Linked DNA regions of Sus scrofa: region 2 is linked to region 1. Evidence: chromatin contacts called from public targeted proximity ligation data. All regions are on one chromosome and are shown on one strand. The core of a region is the stretch at or near the end of the contact, and the rest is flanking DNA. Distances in the headings are between cores, read along the strand shown.

Region 1 (5,722 bases), core at 2,056-4,555:
GGAACCTCCATACACCTCCGGTGTAGCCCTAAATAGATAAAAGACCAAAAAAAAAAAAAAAAAAAAGAAAAGAAGAGATCAGTGAGCCTCACATAAATCAATGAAGTAAGAACACTCCCTCACACCACGCACAAAAATAAACTCAAAATGGCTTAAAGCCTTAAATATAAGATATTACACCATAAAACTCCTAAAAGAGAATATAGGCAAAACATTGTTTTATATAAATTGAAGCAATGTTTTCTTAGGTCTCCCGAGGCAACAGAAACAAAAGCAAAAATAAACAAATGGACCTAACCAAACATGTAAGTTTTTACACTGCAAAGGAAACCATAAACAAAACAAAAATACAACTTACAGAATGGGAAAATATATTTGCAAATGATGTGATTGACAAGGGCTTAATTTCCAAAATATACAAACAGCTCATACAACTCAACAATAAAAAAAAAAATCCTAATCAAATATGTGGAAGGGAGTTCCCGTCCTGGCTCAGCAGAAACAAATCTCTCTAGCATCCATGAGGATGCAGGTTCAATCCCCGACCTCGATCAGTGGGTTAAAGAACCAGAGTTGCCATGAGCTGCAGTGTAGGAAACCGACAAGGCTCTGATCTGACAATTCTGGGGCTGTGGTGTACGCCAGTAGCTACAGCTCCGATTAGACCCCTGGGCTGGGAACCTCCATATGCCGTGGGTGTGGCCCTAAAAAGACAACCTCCCCCCAAAAAAAACCCCAAAAAATGGCCAAAAGATCTAAATAGACATTTCTCCAAAGACAACATACAGATGGCCCATGGCACACGAAAAGATGCTCAACATAGCTAATTATTAGAGAAATGCAAATCAAAACTACAATGAGGTATTACCTCACACTGGTCTGAATGGCCATCATTAAAAAGCCTACAAATAAAAAATGCTCAAGAGGGTATGGAGAAAAGACAACCCTCCTACACTGTTGGTGGGAATGGAAACTGGTGCAGTCTTCTCTATGGAGAACAGTATGGAGGTTCCTTAAGAAACTAAAGACAGGAGTTCCTGCTGTGGTGCAATGAGTTAATGATCCAGTGATGTCTCTGTGGAGGCTCAGGTTCCAGCCCAAGCCCAGCGCAGTGAGTTAAGGATTCAGTGTTGCCACAGCTACAGCTCAGATTTGATCCCTGGCTCAGGAATTTTCGTATGCCATGGGTGTGGCCGAAAAAGAAAAAAAGAAAAGAAAAACTAAGTACAGAGTTTCCATACGATCCAACAATCCTATTTCTAGGCATATATATGAAGAAAAGTGTAATTCAAAAGATACATGCAGTTACTCAGCCATTAAAAAGAAAGAAATAACGGCATTTGCAGCAACATGGATGGACCTAGAAATTATCATACTAAGTGAAGTCAGTCAGACAATGAGACACCAACATCAAATGCTATCACTTACATGTGGAATCTTAAAAAAAGGACACAATGAACTTCTTTGCAGAACAGATACCGACTCAGAGACTTTGAAAAACTTATGGTTTTCAAATGAGACAGGTTGGGGGGCGGGGGGATGCACTGAGGGTTTGGGATGGAAATGCTATAAAATTTGGTTGTGATGATTGTTGTACAACCATAAATGTAATAAAATTCATTGAGTAACTAAAAAAAGATACATGCAGGATGCTATAAAACTGAGTTGTGATGATCACTGTACAACTATAAATGTATTACAATTTATTGAGTAATAAAAAAAAGAAAAACAAACAAACAGATACATGCTGGAGTTCCCATTGTGGCTCAGTGGAAACAAACCCGACTAGTATCCATGAGGATGTGGGTTCAATCCCTGGCTCTACTCAGTAGGTTGAGGATCTGGTGTTGCCACAAGCTGTGGTGTAGGTTGTAGATGTGGCTCAGATCCTGAGTTGCTATGGCTGTTGTACAGGCTGGCAACTGTGGCTCCGATTTGACCCTTAGCCTGGGAACTTCCACAGGCCACAGGTGCAGCTATAAAAAGAAAAAAGTTATCTTTTAAAAATTTAAAAATTAAAGTTATTTTTAAAAAATTAATCTTAGTTATGTCTTTAGGTTATTAGGTCTCTGGGGCTTATTTTAACCTTTTATTGCTTGGATTCTTTTGGAAACCACTAGGAAGTTAATAGTGAGAATCTAAAATTAGAATACTTTTTCTATTAAAAAAAGGAAAAGCTTCTGATTTGATAAATATTAGCATGAAGATAAAAAAATACCATCAGGTAACTGTATTCATTTATTCACTTGACAAACACTGAGCACTGACCATTTGCCAGGTTGAACTCAGTGGCACAAACTCAAAGATAAGAGTACAATCCCACCCTCAAAGGGCATACAGTTTAGAAGGAAAGACAGACCAAAATGAGGATGGGACAGCATGGGGGGCTTAGAAGGGAGCTCCAGGAAGACTCCCTAGAGGAAACACCACCTGAGACCCAAGACTGTCACAGTCAGTCAGAGGACAGAAGGCCCCAGCAGTGTAGCCAAGAGTAAAGTGTACATATATCCCTGTACACTGTACCCGTGAAGACATAATAACAGGAAATGTGTCCTGGGCACTGACTAGAACCAGGCACTCTACTAAGCACTCCATGTGGAATAACTCATTTAGTCCTCACAATACCTCTTTGGAATAGGGTCTATGAGCACCATGCCCATTTTTCAGATGCAGACACTGAGGCAGAGAGAAGCTTGCCCAAGGTCACACAGCTGGGGCATGGTGGAGCCATATGAACTGGATCACGTGTCCCTATCATCCAAGACACACAGTCCGAAGTCTGGTGGGCCAGGCAGAGAAGGGCCAGGCACACAGAGTCTGCACTGTATCCTGCTGGGAAGAGCTAGAAAGGGTGTTAAGCAGGGGTGGGATATGATCCACTTGTATTTTTTTGCCTTTTGTCTTTCTAGGGCTGCACCCGCAGCATATGGAGGTTCCCAGGCTAGGGGTCTAATTGGAGCTGTTGCTACCGGCCTAGGCCACAGCCACGATAGCGCCAGATCTGAGCCAAGTCTGCGACCTACACCGAGGCTCACAGCAACGCCGGATCCTTAGCCTGCTGAGCAAGGCAAGGGATCGAACCCGCAACCTCATGGTTCCTAGTCTGATTTTTTTCCGCTGTGCCATGATGGGAACTTCCGATTTGTACTTTAGAAGTTCCCTCAGGCTGCTGTGTGAGGGTAGATTCGGGAGGCATGGCTGAGATAATGGCTGATTTGAGCAAGGCAGACTCTGTGGGGACAGAGCAAGGTGGATGGCCTGGAAACATGCAAAGAAGAGAGAATCAGCATGATGGGGCTGAAGCCGCACACCACAGTCTGATGAGTCATACCCACACTTTAGAAACTAACCACTGCCACTAGCATGCATCATCTGCTCATACAAAGAGGGTGAGATATTTCTGAAGCATTTTTTTTTCTTTTTTTAGGGCCACACTCATAGCATACGGAGATTTCCAGGCTAGGGATCAAATCGGAGCTAAGCTGCTGGCCTACACCACAGCCACAGCAACTAAGGATCTGAGCCACGTCTGCACGACTCACAGCAACGCCGGATCCTTAACCCACTGAACGAGGCCAGAGATCGATCCTACAACCTCAGGGATGCTAGTCAGATTCATTTCCGCTGAGCCATAACAAGAACTCCTAAAGCACTTATTTAATCAGAATACTTTATGTATAAAACCACTCTTTTTCCTGTGAAGAACTGTCTCCTATGAATACCAACAACCTCAGCCACTAGTTTAACTCTTACCAGTTCGCATACAAATGCAACTAGCTCTCCTTCCTTGGTCATTGTCAGATTGTAGGCTTTAAGTCAGTTTATATAAATCACACTCTGTAGCACCTCTCAGGCTCAAAAAGTGGACCAGGCCAGGCATTGGACCAGTCTGGCATCTAAGAACTTAAGGGTCAACCACCTCTTGCTTCCACAGCCCCCACCTCGACCCTGGGACTGACACCATGTGGCACAGCTGCCAGGTGCCAGGGTGCCTGTGGCAGAGTAAACTTTCCTCCAAACAGTGCTAACTTCAACCAGGGCCCCACCAACACCACCTCTAACTAACTGCCTCTCTTGGTAGGTCTCAGTTTGTAGCAAAACATAGCAAGCCTCATCTGCTTGCTTTAGCTAAATAGGAGAATAGCTGTTTCTTAGAAAGTCCAGGAGGCTGTGAGGACAGAAAAGAATCCTTCATATTCAGAGGTCAAGGGAGAGATCGCAAATGGTAGGCTCTAATAGGACCACATGTCAACATTCTGAAGCCTGAGAGAGGGCAGATTCAGAGGTCTTTGCCTTAGCCAATCTAATGAAAGGAAGACCCCCTAACTAAAGGCAAGGGCATGGGTTCATGATATCTGGTAGCCTGGTGAAGCCAATAATCTTCCATTCACTCTGGAGTGCATCAAATTTGCCCCCCTAATCAAACTAATATGTACATGAAAAAAACTGGAATTCCCACTGTGGCACAGTGAAAATGAATCTGACTAGTATCCATGAGGATGCGGGTTTGATCCCTGGCCTCGCTCAGTGGATTGGGGATCCCGTGATGCCATGAACAGTGGTGTAGTTCGCAGACACAGCTTGGATCCCACATTGCTGTGGCTGTGGCATAGGCTGGCTGTAGCTCCAATTCGACCCCTAGCCGGGGAACTTCCATATGGTTCGGGTGAGGCCCTAAAAAGCAGAAAAAAAGAAAAGAAAATATGCTTAGTTGTAGGGAAATTCAACCTGAGGTTTAAAATATTCCTTTGGGGAGTTCCCGCCATGGCGCATCGGAAACGAGTCTGACTGGGAACCATCAGGTTTCGGGTTTGATCCCTGGCCCCACTCAGTGGGTTAAGGATCTAGCATTGCCATGAGCTATGGTGAAAGCCAGCAGCTACACCTCAGATTAAGCCCCTAGCCTAGGAACCTCCATATGCCGCCAATGTGGCCCTATAAAGACAAAAAGACAAAAAATAAATAAATAAAATATTCCTTTAGATAACTGACATGTGAATAAACCAGCTTTCATTATGTAGAGATTCCTGTCTCCAGTATAAGTACTTGGTCTTTGGGATTGAGAATTTTTAACTTAATGAGTTGGGAGAGGGTCAAGTATTTGCACACATCTTAAAAGTCTGTATTCATAAATGACACTTACTGAGCTCTTTCTATGTGGAAATCAGCTGTAAGTTCCTATTTAACCAAATGAGGGGAAGGATGTTCTAAACAAGAGCAGTAAATAGAAAGAGCAGGTGCCAAGAGTAGGGGGACAGTGGCAGCACTCAGTGCAGAAGACTTTATGTGCATGTGTGTGTTTGCATACAAGTATGCATATGCTACATGCACACTCTTGGCCCTGACCATGGCTGGAGAGACAGGAGAGGCCAAGGAGTGAATGGGCTTATACACTAAGCTAAGGAGCTGACATTTGATTCTGGAAGCAACCCTGAACCAATAAGACCACTTTTAAAGCAGGAGAAGGACATATTCAAATCTGAGCTGTAGACTGGAGGGAGGGGGCAAGACTGAGGCTGGTACAACAATCCAGTGAGAGATGGTGAGGGCCTGAACTAAAGCATGTGCACAAGGATGGAGAGGAGACTGGGGAGAGAGGCTGGAAGCAACTGGGCTTAGTAGATGACTGAAAGGGGCCAGTGAAGACCCCTAAATCTCTGGCCTAGAGAATGGGTAGATGGTGGCATCTTCGACCAAGTTAGAAACCACACAGTGAGGAGAA
Region 2 (5,722 bases), core at 2,164-4,663, 140 kb after region 1:
GGGAGGGCAGCAGGGACTTTGGGTGAGCCCAACCCTAACCCTCTGCCCTAGTTCACCTCCATCTGTCAGTGTTCAGGGAGGAGTCATCCACGGGGTCCTGGCTTCCAGGCACATCACCCTCCCCCTGGACGATTGGGGAGCTTGATTTTTGCTTGTGAGAAATCAACTCTTTTTTTTTTTTTTTTTTTTTTTTTTTTTTTTTAAGCACTTGCCTTCTACCAACCCCAGCTTGCAATCAGGTCGGGCCCCTCTCTCCTGTTCAAGGGGGTGTGGAGGCCCCTGGGCTCTTGGTGAGAAGAGCCTGCTCCATTACATCAATGACTCTGTCATGCCCCTCCCTGGCCCTAGACCCCAAACACATCTCCTTCTCCCCAATTTACTCTTCTCACCCCACCTAGGGACAGATTTCCCCCCTGCTCTTTTTGTCCTAGAAACCCCACTAGTTTGGGAAGGTAGCGTCTGGGGTGGGGAGGGCTTCCCCTTCCCCACTGGAGGGTGTGGGTGGGGTAGGGTGGGTGGGGGGAGACAGCCCTGGGGCAGGGGAAATGGTCTCTCCACTGTAGAAAGTAGAGTAGGATTGTGGTCAGACTTAATTTGAGGCATCTAGTGAAGACACGTACAAATCCACCAAGGAAAAACATTTCAAAAGCAAAACAGAGGTGGGAAACAAAACGGACCCATGAATAATCAAGTCAAAATGATGTTGCACAAAATGCAGAGAAACCAAGAAGGGGGAGGGTTAATGTATTAAATGTGCTATTAAGAACTTAATTTTATTAAAAGTATTATTACTTAAGGCTCTGGCTTCTTTCTCTGCAGTGAGTCTGAACGACCTTGGGGTGAGTGGGGCTTCCGCTGTGTCATTCTGGGTGACGTTCCTGCTCACCTTGCAGGAAATGGATGGCTCCTCTTGTCTGCTCCCCACAGCTTCCTGCTTGTGTCTCCAAATGCTCAATCCCCTCTTTTCTCCCCACTTACAGCCTTCTATTCCCTGGGGTGCCCTTAGACCTCCCTCCACCCTGCCCTGCCGAACAGGCCCAGTGACTTAGACCCTGCCTGGACAGCCAGCTCTGGACTCAGTGGAGAAGAGGCAGAGAGCTGAAAGCTCCACCCTCCCTGCCAGGTTCAATCCATCCCTACACATCGCACCCCCTCTTCTTGGAGGTCAGGACCTTCCACCTCCTGGGCTTAAAACCCCTTCCCCAGCACGCACACACCACACTGGCCATGACTCCCCCTTCTTTCCAACATCTCCCCTGCCTCCTTCCCCTCACCCCTGGCATTGGAGTGACCTCAGTTCTTGGCACCAGGGCCCTGGGCGCCAGATGGTACCCGCCGATGGTTTCCTTTGTCTCGCCTTCCAGATACCCCCTCTCCACCATGCTGTCCTCCCTCACCCACCTGCCCTGGAGGTTGGCAGAGGGAAAGGCGGACATCTCCCACCCCCTTGGCACTGTCCCCAGACCATAGGACTCCAGAGGCAGCTGGCCCTGGGGGGTAGTGGGTACAGTGAGAGGATGGAGGGAGGGGGGCTGGGAACGGGGACTCAGAGGAGGGGCTGCAGATGAAGGGGGGCATGGGGAGGCATTGATACAAAATACAGCTTTATTCGAAGACCCTAGTCTGTGAGGGGATGAATGATAATAAAGATATGTGGGGGTGGGGGTGGAGGTGGGGGGGTGTAAAGATCTTAGAGCTCAGAAGGACTGTGAACAGGGGAACTGGCCACTCTGTCATCCGGAACCACAGGGCAAGGAAAGCTCCCGGAGCTGGGGGTTGAGAGGTGCTGTTAACCAGAGAGCCGGTGGCACAGGGTCGGTGCTAGATGAGGTCAGAGGCTGATGCAACAGGCCCTCTTCTCACCAGGGCCCGGCTCCTGCCCAGGCTGGGCACTGCCCAGGGTGATGGCATTGGTCCGGCTGCTGTTCTGCCTCTGCTTGGACACCTTTGCAAAGATCTCTGAGGGCAGAGGACAGTGATGAGGTCGGACAAAGATGTAAAGCCCATCCTCCCCCGAACACACACCACGTGCCCCTTTCTAAACCCCAGGGGGGTTGCTGGAAGGAAGAAGAGTTTGGTACCTGGGTCCCTTCTAATTACTCAAGTGGAGAAAGGCTAAGACTCAGCTCCCTGGCAAGGGTGTCCTTCTGGTTCCTTCCCCAAGCACCAGCTGAGGAGGGTGGGGACATACTTGGGAGGCTCTGAGGAGGCTGGGGGTCCACAGAGACGCTGAGGAGTTAGCTGGGGTCGGGGAGGGCTGGGTGTCTGCGTTCTTAACACTGCCCACAGAGGTCTCAGGGTTGGGGTTGGGGTGCCAAATGGAGGCAGGGGCTCTAACCTTTGAGGACAGTCTCAAAGGCCAGCTCAACATTGGTGGAATCCAGGGCTGAGGTCTCCAGGAATAGCAGCCCATTGTTTTCTGGTAGGAAAGGAAGCACACTGTTAGTTGCAAAGGGCAAAGGCAATAATAATATTTACTTCATGTTTACTATGTACATATTTTTAAAATTGCTTTTTAGGGCTGCACATGTGGCCTATGGAGGTTCCCAGGCTGTGGGTCATATCAGAGCTGCAGCTGCGGGCCTACCCCACAGCCACAGCAACGCCACATCCGAGCCTCGTCTTCGACCACAGCTCATGGCAACGTTAGATCCTTAACTCACTGAGTGAGGCCAGGGATCAAACCCACATCCTCATGGACACTAGTCTGATTTGTAATCCACTGAGTCACAAACAGGAATGCCGTGTTTACTATCTACATTTGCTATGCACTGAATCCTTAGCATGTGTAGCTTATCTAAAACCTAAAACAGGAGTTCCCATTGTGGCTCAGCAGTAATGAACCTGACTAGGAACCATGAAGATGCGTGTTCAATCCCTGGCCTTGCTCAGTAGGTTAAGGATCCGGCATTGCCGCAAGGTCGCAGACATGGCTCAGATCCTGTGTTGCTGTGGCTGTGGGGTAGGCCAGCAGCTGCAGTTACGATTTGACTCCCTAGCTTGCGAACTTCCATATGCTGCAGGTGCGGCCCTAAAAAAATAAATAAAAATAAATAAGTAAATAAATAACCTGTGAGGTAGGTTTGACTACTTCCCTTTCTTTTTTTTTTTTTTTTTTTTGTCTTTTTTTCTAGGGCCGCACCCGCGGCATATGGAGGTTCCCAGGCTAGGGGTCTAATCAGAGCTGTAGCCGCTGGCCTACACCAGAGCCACAGCAATGTGGGATCTGAGCCGAGTCTGCAATCTACACCACAGCTCACGGCAACGCCGGATCCTTAACCCACGGAGCAAGGCCAGGGATTGAATGCACAACCTCATGGTTCCTAGTCGGATTCGTTAACCACTGAGCCCCAACGGGAACTCCATACTTCCCTTTCTTATCAAAGAGGAAACTGAAGCCCAGAAACAGAATGAATAAAGAACTTGCACTGGTGTCGCTGGCCAAGAGATGTGACGCTGGGCCTCTGGACTCCACAGCCTATACCCTTAACCTCTGTGTCTTGCTGTCTCTAAACCCCAGAAAACTCTTGGGGAAGGTGGCTGGAGATGGTCAAGGGGAGTCCACCTGCTATACTTGGCATCTCTGAGCATTGCAGTGTGGGCTGTCTTGAAACCAACTCTGAATAATTGCTCACAGGAGTTCCCTGGTGGCTCAGCTGATCTTTATCCGGTGTTGTCACGCCTGTGGCTCTGGTTATCACTGCGGTGCAGGTTGGATCCTTGGCCTGGGAACTTCCACATCCTTTGGGCATGGCCATAAAAAATAATAATAGGAGTTCCCGTCTTGGTGCAGCAGAAATGAATCCTACTAGGAACCATGAGGTTGCGGGTTGATTCCTGGTGTTGCTCAGTGGGTTAAGGATCTGGTATGGCTGTGAGCTGTGGTGTAGGTCACAGACGCAGCTCAGATCTGATGTGGCTATGGCTGTGGTATAGGCCAGTAGCCACAGCTCTGATTAGACCCCTAGCTTGGGAACCTCCATATGCCGCGGGTATGGCCCCTAAAAAAAGCCAAAAGCCAAAACAAATAAATAAATAAATAAATAAATAAATAATAATTGCCCATAAAGACAAGCTCAGGGCAAGCCGTGAGACATAATGAGGGACACAGGGTCACAGAGGGAGAGGGCTAGGAGATTCTGAGGAATAGATGATGGAGGCAGGGGACCCTGTGGAGGAAGTCTAGGCCAGGGCTCTAGGGAGAGACCAAGGGGTTGGGGAGGTGGGAGCTGGAATGGCACTGGCAGCAGTTGGAGGGGTCACACTGGGTCCTGGTGGGCTCTCACCAGCGAACATGCGGGCCTCGTCCGTAGGCACCTCCCGGGCCTGGCTGAGGTCACTCTTGTTACCCACGAGCATGACGACGATAGTGGCCTCAGCATGGTCATAGAGCTCCTTCAGCCAGCGCTCCACCACGGCATAGGTCTGGTGCTTGGTTAGGTCAAACACCAGTAGGGCCCCCACTGCACCACGATAGTACCTGGGTGGGGTAGTGGGGTGGACAGAGGTAAGGTCAGGGCCAGTGAGCCCAGGCTCAGAGCTGAGCCCTGAAGTCAAAAGTCAGAGATGGGGAAATATGAAGACTGAGTCCAGAGACGAGACCAAACCACACAGGAGAGCCCAAAGCTCTGGTGTCTGATGCTGGGTGCCCTTCAGGGATCCTGGCCGTGGCGCCTTTGAAGCCTCACCTCCCTTCTCCAAAACCATTGGCTCCCTCCTCCTTCCTGGCTCCTCCACTTCCTGAGGTCCTTGCTCAGGATTTAGCCTCTGCTATCTACCAGTGCATACTGGGTCACTGGTCAAGTCGGCCTCTTGATCGTCCTCATACAGCTCCTTGACCTACAGTGCCACCTTCTCTCTTATGGCCATCTTTCTAGGACTAGCTGAATGCCTCCTCAAATAGCAGTCCCTGGCTGAGGCATCCTTGCAAGCATCCAGTCTCACTCTTGGAATTAGATAGAGCTTCTGCAGGTGGGTGGTACCTACTTACTCCCATTTTGTTGATGAGTCAACTGAGGCTCGTAAGAGTCAGGTGACCAGTCCAAGAGTTATGAGTAGGTATAAACAAAGCCCCTGACTCCTGCTTCCTGCCCACTGGCAGGTGCTGTCGCCCACTACACACACACACACACACACACACACACACACACACACACACACACACACACACACACACACACCACCTTTGGCCTGACACTGTCTGGGAGACTCTCTGGATTGGTGTCAGGAGGCCTGAGTTCCTCAGTGTCCTCTGAGTCTTTGTAAAATGCAGCTCAGGGGTCCAGCCCTTCACCTTGTGGTTAGTGAAGGCTATCAAGTGCAAAGCACTGTGCAGAATGAAGGGGCGCCCCCGATCCCAGAAACTGCCCCCATCCTAGCTGCACCGATTTCACCTGCTTGAGACTCAAACTTCTATTTAAAGAGGGTTAATGGTAACACCTTATTCCTATGGTATTTTGAGAATTACATAAAATGCCCAATGTAAAGTGCCTTGTATCCAGGAAGGTACATAGCAAAGGCTTAAGGAAGTGGTGGCAATGACTCTTATTTTTAGTTCAAGCCGTCAGTATCACTACATCCCATCTCAGACTGTTCGTGGCTCACAGAACTTGTGTGTCCTTACCCAGGCCACGGCAGCCTGTGATCCCATCCAGGGAGCACCCTGCTGGGTGCCCTCGCCTCCTCCTCCTCCTCTCCTCCAGAGACGTGCCCTGACTTCCCC

The links.
Region 2: a contact with region 1 is called in a targeted proximity ligation map of alveolar macrophages. A contact is called at or near these places in 4 of 47 Hi-C or Micro-C datasets (blood, epiblast stem cells and liver) and 1 of 2 datasets of targeted methods (alveolar macrophages).

What each region holds. Positions count from the first base shown.
Region 1 is chr4:93,823,701-93,829,422 of Sscrofa11.1, forward strand. All of the region lies in intron 1 of PMF1 (polyamine modulated factor 1), which reads right to left. Among named protein-coding and RNA genes, the nearest start is that of PMF1, 10 kb to the right of the region's middle.
Region 2 is chr4:93,959,553-93,965,274 of Sscrofa11.1, forward strand. It overlaps RAB25 (ras-related protein Rab-25), which reads right to left. Exons shown (of 5, transcript XM_001928357.5): 3 at 4,287-4,480; 4 at 2,339-2,419; 5 at 1,584-1,959. The coding sequence ends at 1,832. Among named protein-coding and RNA genes, the nearest start is that of RAB25, 8.3 kb to the right of the region's middle.